Linked DNA regions of Danio rerio: region 1 is linked to region 2. Evidence: chromatin contacts called from public Hi-C data. All regions are on one chromosome and are shown on one strand. Each heading gives the region's core, a stretch centred on a gene start, on an enhancer-like site or on the middle of the called end of the contact. The rest is flanking DNA. Distances are from core to core; before and after follow the strand shown. Region 1 holds the start of pax3a (paired box 3a). Region 2 has its middle 67 kb from the start of pax3a.

Region 1 (3,935 bases), core at 694-3,193, 68 kb before region 2:
TTACTGGTTAGTTCCTATTATTAATTGTATATCCACACTTACAACAACAAAACAAACTTTTTTTTCTTTACCATACTCCTATTTTTGTTGATATTTGAATATTTAACAAAAATATCAAATGTTATTTGTAAAGAGTTTTAAAGTAATTTAACATTTATGAAGATAGATAGATAGATAGATAGATAGATAGATAGATAGATAGATAGATAGATAGATAGATAGATAGATAGATAGATAGATCTCACGTGGGAAATTTCAGATATTAATTCGCAATAACATCACTTTTGATGTTTTGTCCCTCAGGCCAATCCGGCAGAAGCGGTCAGATGTCAATTAAAGTCAGCATGGGTGTCTGTGGCGCGGCTCTTGTTCTGAGGGCCGCCTGGCCTGTGGCGCGCGGGCTCCGCTCTCCACGCTGCTGCGCTAATCCGTTTATGGAGCACCTGGGACCGTGGTCGGCAATAACATGCGCTTATCCGTCGCCGCCGCGAAACATGCTCATCTGTGCATAGCAATGCGATAATGCTCACTTCCCGGGAGGACCAGAAGGCCACTTTACCCCTTGATTGAACTGTCGACGTCTCTGCGGGTTGATAACTCCGAGATGACAGTCAGCGTATTTGTCACATTAACCGACAAATCCGACAAAGCGTCATGATCCAGGTTTTTTAAAAGGGAATTTTGTTAAATTATTTTAACTCGTTTTAGGTACACTGTAAAAAAATGCAGGATTTCACACAATTCATTCATGTTGTCATAACACAAATCGAGTATAAAAAAAGTTGATTGAACATAAAACAATTAAGTTGTTCTCAAAATCCCAAGAGTTTTGTAGTTTCAGCTAATTTTAAATAAGCAGTTTTAACACGAAATCTTTTTTTTGTAAGAGTATATATTCGAAGTTCTGTTTGAACTATTGACAGTGTGAAGTTTTGTTCAGTTTGATTGATCAGGGGTCTCTGTGAATGAACGGGGCCTGTTTGACTGACGTGAGTTTCTCAATGAGAAAGAAAAGAAGCTTCAGAGACTGCAGGGAACAGAGGAGGAGCACGTGAGACGGAAAGAGAGAGAGTGAGAGAGAGAGAGAGAGAGAGAGAGAGAGAGAGAGAGAGAGAGAGAGAGAGAGAGAGAGAAATGTAGAGTAATGCAAGCGAATGAGTGGGATGGATGACTATATTGAATGTCTCTGCGTTATAAATAACGTTCTTCGCAATTGTGTTGGTCTCCACAGACAGCTTTTACGGCACTCTCGGCGTCATACCCTGCTGAGACCCCCGCAAGCTGCTCCTTTCATTCTGTAGAGACTCTACTGTCCACATGCATACAATAAATACCTCTGTGTTGTGCAGCTTTTGGGTTTTTACTTGAAATTCGGGGTTTGCATGGGATTCATGTTCGATGCAATAGATAGGCCCGTGGTTGTGGCAGAAGAAAGCAAAACGGTGGAACTTTCCAAACTTTGCGTCCAGCACTTTTTCAATGTTTCGGTTATATGGCACTCCTATCTCAGGTCATGGTGTCTCTTTTTTTATGAGTTGAAATATGTGCATATGATAAGCAAGACAGCCACATTTGCAACTTTTGGAGGGGCTTCCAGGAACAACGTTAAGATCCATTGTTTTATTAAGATCCATTGTACCAAACTACCATTGTTCTATTAAAATAAATATTTTAGAAGGTATTGAAGAAAACATCTGTATTATCTCAACACATCTTCCAATTTGCCCTGCGGCATCACAGTTTATGTCTGAAAGTGTTATCAGTGAAACATCCCCTTGAACTCCCGAGGTCACAACATAAGAAACTTTCAGGATTTAGACCAATCAGCAGGCTTTCCCAGGTCTTTGGATCCTCCCTCTTTGACCAATCACAGTCCTCGCTGGGCAGAAGGAGCCAACAACTCAACAACTGATAAAATGTTTCGCCACTGATCACCGTTTCAATCCACAACAACAAGTGTGTCAACAACAACGGAACCAAGCTTTGAGAGTGTTATCTTCCAAACCGCTTTGAGATAAACCACGATTGAAAACCTGGATATCCGTGAATAACTTCAGAGGACTGGAAGCGACGGTTTGACTTCTGAAGTTGACTTTTTGTTTTCGCCTGAAGACCTCAATACTTAGGCAGTCCACTGACACTTGACGACTAGCGCTTTCTCTTTGGATAACTTTTTCTATCAAGTGCTTCGTGCATCCTTTTTTCGTGCAGAGGAGATATGACCGCATTAGCGGGGGGCATTTCCAGGATGATGCGCCCCACGCCACCCCAAAACTACCCGAGAGGTGGCTATTCCTTGGAGGGTAAGGTGTTAGCTTGCTATAGCACAGCCTACTAGATACATCCGCAAAGTTGTTTTTTAAAGACCTATTTAATCTTATGGATATTTTATTGAAATGACATTACTGAAAATGACATTAATAAAATATTTAATTGTTTATAATTTATTTAGCATTTGTATATAATTAGTAAGTATATTTTAGTCAGTAGGCTAACACTGAAAAACTACATTTAGCTAATTATTTTGAAGCGTCAAAATTACTGAATTAGTTTTTTTTATTACATTGAAAGAAAATCAAGCTGAATCCAGAGAAAACTGCATAATGCAGTCGAAGTGAACTAGTTTTAGTTTAGATTTAGGAAGTCAATATTAGACGTACATTTTGTACAAAGCATTTATTATAAAATATCTTATTTTTAAAAACATTGTCAGTATTGACGTACTTAAGAAATATATTTTAAAATTAAAATATGTAGTAAGAAGTAATGACTTAGATTGCTATTATCATTATTAACCATTGACATTTTACAAGCAGACCAGCTTTTTATTATGGTTAAGTAATATTTCTGAAATACATAACTAATTGTTAATATCAATAGAAGTCGCTTTATTACTGTATAATATTTATATCAGGTCAGTCAAAGGCTGTCAAGTTTTTTTTACGATTATGCTTTCACGTTTAGCTTGCATACAATGTCATTCGCTGACTTTTCCTCTTTTGCTGCAGTCTCTACGCCTTTAGGTCAGGGCCGCGTGAACCAGCTCGGCGGAGTCTTCATAAACGGGCGCCCTTTGCCCAATCACATCCGCCACAAGATAGTAGAGATGGCCCATCACGGCATACGACCGTGCGTCATCTCCCGGCAGCTGCGAGTCTCACACGGATGCGTGTCCAAAATTTTATGCAGGTACCAGGAGACCGGTTCCATTCGGCCCGGGGCTATTGGTGGCAGCAAACCCAAGGTAGGACATCACAATTTAAAGGTCATTTGATGTATTGGTAGTACTGTTTTTTATTACTGACTTCATTATAATGTTTTGGCAGTCTCGTGTACACTTTAAAACATTGTGTTGTTTTAACTGAAATTGGGTAAAATATGGAGTAACCCAAATATTGGGTTAAATTCGGTACTATTAATTATATATAAAAAAAACATGCAATTTGGTTAGTCCCTATTACACCTTTTACAAAATGAAGAGTTTAGTTTTTAGTTCACGGCTAAGTTTCTTTGCTGTCTTTGATTTTGTTCCCATTGTTTAATAAACGTATCTAATGGTTCACACATTAAAAATAATAGTTTTACTGATATACTGTATATGTAAATTAATTATGTGAATTGCTTTTATTAGATTTAAATTCTAATATTAATTTGATTGTTGTATTATTTAAAGCACGCCTAATAACAGAATTTTAATAAAAGTTCCTCCTTGGCTTTCATTTTTGAAGCTAAAATTTTAGGAGCAATACATTTTTTATTTTATTTTACTGAACCTCATGACAACAAACAGAGAAATAAACATCATATTCTGATATAGTAAACAACAGTTTTTATTTAATAAAAACCTTTGTATCATAAGTGAATTGACCATTTTATATAGTGCTGTTAGATATTTTCTAGTTGTTACAAAGATCAGGATCTCAAAATTAAATAAA
Region 2 (3,751 bases), core at 1,086-3,585:
ATCACGTCAACAAATGAGGTAATCAATTGCCATTTTATGATAGTTTGATTGATAATTAAATCTGGCTACATGAAACTGGTTTAAAGTTATATGTTAAAAATTTGTATTTTGTGAATTATTTTGAACATAAATAGGCCTGTTCGTAGAACTGTGGATTGAGGTAAAGTTTGATATTCGCACATCCGTTCATTTAACGGCCCATATATTGTTTACCGCGCCAAGTTGAATATTGAAATAGCATGCAAGGATGACTTCAAAACAACATTAGCACTATGCAATTCACTGTGAACAATGCTGTACTTTGATAGTCATTGACTGATAATATGATTTCACTATTTAACATTTGCAAAAAAATGCTTTTCTGAAATTAAGCTATATTATTAAGCAGAAAGTATTAAAGTGTGAATATAAAACCAACTTTACCTCTATGAACTGTGGAGAGAAGCATGGCAGCTTACATCACATTCGTTTGGATTTTCCCAGCAAAAACGTCCCGAGGTTTACTCCTTCAGTAAAAGACCAGAAAAGGTCTTGTGTATATATATATATATATATATATATATATATATATATATATATATATATATATATATATGTGTGTGTGTGTGTGTGTGTGTTTGTATATATATATATATATATATATATATATATATATATATATATATATATATATATATATATATATATATATGTGTGTGTATATATATATACACATATATATTTATATATATATATATATATATATATATACATATATTTTTTTCTTTTTTACTAGCTGTTTATGCATTGACATAACAAACATTCTTATAGCCTTTTAATTGATATGTCAGCACTTTGAATGTTATATATTTTAATCAAATGCAAAAGTGTGTGAAATGTGCATCTAATCAATGTAAATGTTGAAAAAATTATCAGATTAATTACAATCCAAAAGTGATTAAAAAAGTACTAGTGGGCCTAGTAAAAGTAAATAATAACAGCATACTTGCCTGATACATGAAAAAAGCAATAAATGTTTTTCACCATCTGTTAATCTTGTGCTATGCTTAATTGTAAAATCAGACATGAGACTTGTTCCTTTAAGCTTCATCGGCTAAGTAAATCGAAAAAAATATATAATATTCATATTTTGTTTGCCTATTTAAAATGTAAAGTTAAAGGAATGTCTGACAAAAAGGTAGTTTGATAAAGACTTCCATTTACTGAGGGGTTATTTGTGCATAATCACCGCACCACATTTTTGCAAGTATAATATTGCCATTTTTGCACTTTAAGCTAAAAGATGACATATGCTCATGTTTATTTCTTTCTCTGAGCATGCAAACCAAACAGCACATGTTCTATCAAAAAAAAAAAAAAAAACGTAAAAAAATAAATAAATGAAATATAATCAGTAATAAAAACAACAATAAATCAAGCATGTCTTATGGTGCAAAAGTAACTTTACATGATTTTACTTTGACAAGGATTAAATGCAGACTTCTGGAAGGGAGGCATATTAGACAACAACCATTTTATCTCGATTGTTTTTTATTCATAGTCTTCGTTGAGGCCAAAATTGAAACAAAGTTTTTTATTAATTGCACATTAATGGTTACTATTATGTGGACTTAAAGTGACTGACATTATAAACTTGACTTAAAGTGACTGACATTATTCTTTGAAATGTAGTCTTGCCCAGTAAGCCTGGCTGGAAAATTAAAGCATAATTTTATTTTGGAGGTGATTAAATTATTGGTGGGGACATTTTAATAATCTGTGGATGCTTTTTTTCGTTATCTCCTCCGTCCATGCTTATTCTACACCCTTGGGATATTAAAACAGGTTCTTCACACCAAGATTAAAAAATAATATTTTAATAACTGTTTGATCAAAAGTTCTTTGTTAAACTCAAAATGTTTTTTTAATAGTCACAAAAACCATTATGAAAGCCACTGAAAGAAAATGTATTATTGTTTTTTTGGCACCACATTCAAAAGGAAACAATTTTTTTATTGAATTAAACAGATCTCTTAATTCCTAAATTGCCCTCATATTTTTATTTAAGTGTCTTTTTTATAGCCTTGTCGAAGCACTTAAAATTTTTTCAAGTACCCCCTGGAGCCTGTTTAAAGGTCCTGAGAGGTTTGGAATCACCGGTTTAAAATATGCTTTGAACATAAAATTTAATGTAGCACACCTTTATGCCTGTACATTTGTTTTTCACATCCGCCAATCCAGCAGGCTGTGGTCCTTCACTTTCGCTCGCTTTTCCAGCATGGAGCCTGGTGTCAGACACAATAACATATACTGGAGACAACTTAACCTTCGACCCCTCACACTCTTTGAAATCAGTAGACAATCACAGCATAGCTGACAGGGCAAGAGTTACTCCCCTCTCCCCCGCGTCACTCTGAAAGAGGAGAGAAACGCTGGGCAAAAACAACATGAAAGACAGCAGGCTGTTTCTCGCAGTAATAAATGACATGGAATTTGGTCAGTTGAACCTCGCGGCTCATACACAAACATGCAGGACGGTGGAAAAAGCAAATCAATCTGGGGTTTTCGAGCAGTTATTCTGGAATTGTAGATTGCAACCTGACAATTTATTGCAGATAAGTTTTTAATGGGTCGCTGAATTAAAATGAGTCTAATCATGAATTCGTGTAACATAAATATGATTATTTAATAAAGGAAAATGAAAACAGATCTGGTGATGCGGAGGCATAGTAGGTAGTGCTGTCGCCTCACAGCAAGAAGGCCGCTGGGTCAGTTGCCGTTTCTGTGTGCAGTTTGCATGTTCTTCCCGCGTTCTTTGCGTGGGTTTCCTCCGCTTACTTCGGGTTCTTAGAGATGGGTTGCTGCTGGAACGACATTCGCTGTGTAAAACATATGCTGGATAAGTTGGCGGTTCATTCTGCTGTGGCAACCTCAGATTAATAAGGGGGCTAAGCCGAAAATAAAATGAATGAATGAGTGATTACAAATCTATTGTATTATACTGTATTTAAGTTTAAAGAGACTACAGTCAAATTAGACATGCCAGCGCAAATGGTTCGAGTTACATGTTCTGATGCTTAAAATACAAGGAGAACATATAGAAAACTAAATAAGGATATGAATGTTTGATTGCAGTCAGGATAGGCATGGTTTGTGATCATCATAATGTGATATTTTGCTGTGAAGTACTGTTCATGCTAGTATTACTGCTCTATAAAGTTTATTAAAACTTTAGACAAAATTTAAAAAGTGCATGCATGTTTTTTGTGCATATATTAGGGCTGCACAATATATCATTTTATTAATATCGCAATGTGTGCATCCACAATAGTCACATCGCAGGATCTGCAGTGTCGAGTTGGAATTATAGTTGACCAGGAGCCATATAGTCATTGAAGATTTTTCCCATACTGGAGCAAAAGTTGATCATTTACATGTTGTTTTTAAGGCTTGGCTGCGACTGTTTGACCCTATTAAGAGAGTTAAAATATTTCAGGCACAAGAAATTGTATATTTTGTGACTTTTTAATAATTTAATTGATTATTAAGATATTAAAGATATTATTTCTTTAATTATTTATACAATGAAGTCTATGCAGTGCTATTTTACTTGCTAAATAGAGGTCATCTGGTGAAATTGTATTCATATCACAATATATATATATATATATATATATATATATATATATATATATATATATATATATATATATATATATATATATATATATATATATATATATATATATATATATTGCAGAAAAACAAAACA

What was found. Hi-C and Micro-C count contacts between places; a contact is called where the count stands out from the background.
Region 1: a Hi-C map of embryo shows a contact between it and region 2, with 1.8 times the contacts expected there. The contact joins the promoter of pax3a here to the enhancer-like site in region 2. A contact is called at or near these places in 2 of 18 Hi-C or Micro-C datasets (both in embryo).

The regions. Positions count from the first base shown.
Region 1 is chr2:50,678,660-50,682,594 of GRCz12tu, reverse strand. It overlaps pax3a (paired box 3a), which reads left to right and starts at 1,943. Exons shown (of 8, transcript NM_131277.1): 1 at 1,943-2,303; 2 at 3,009-3,244. The coding sequence starts at 2,219.
Region 2 is chr2:50,611,350-50,615,100 of GRCz12tu, reverse strand. No RefSeq gene overlaps it. Among named protein-coding and RNA genes, the nearest start is that of pax3a, 67 kb to the left of the region's middle. Within about 2 kb of position 2,335, at least 17 of the 62 cell types and tissues checked have an H3K27ac peak or open chromatin away from gene starts, as enhancers often do.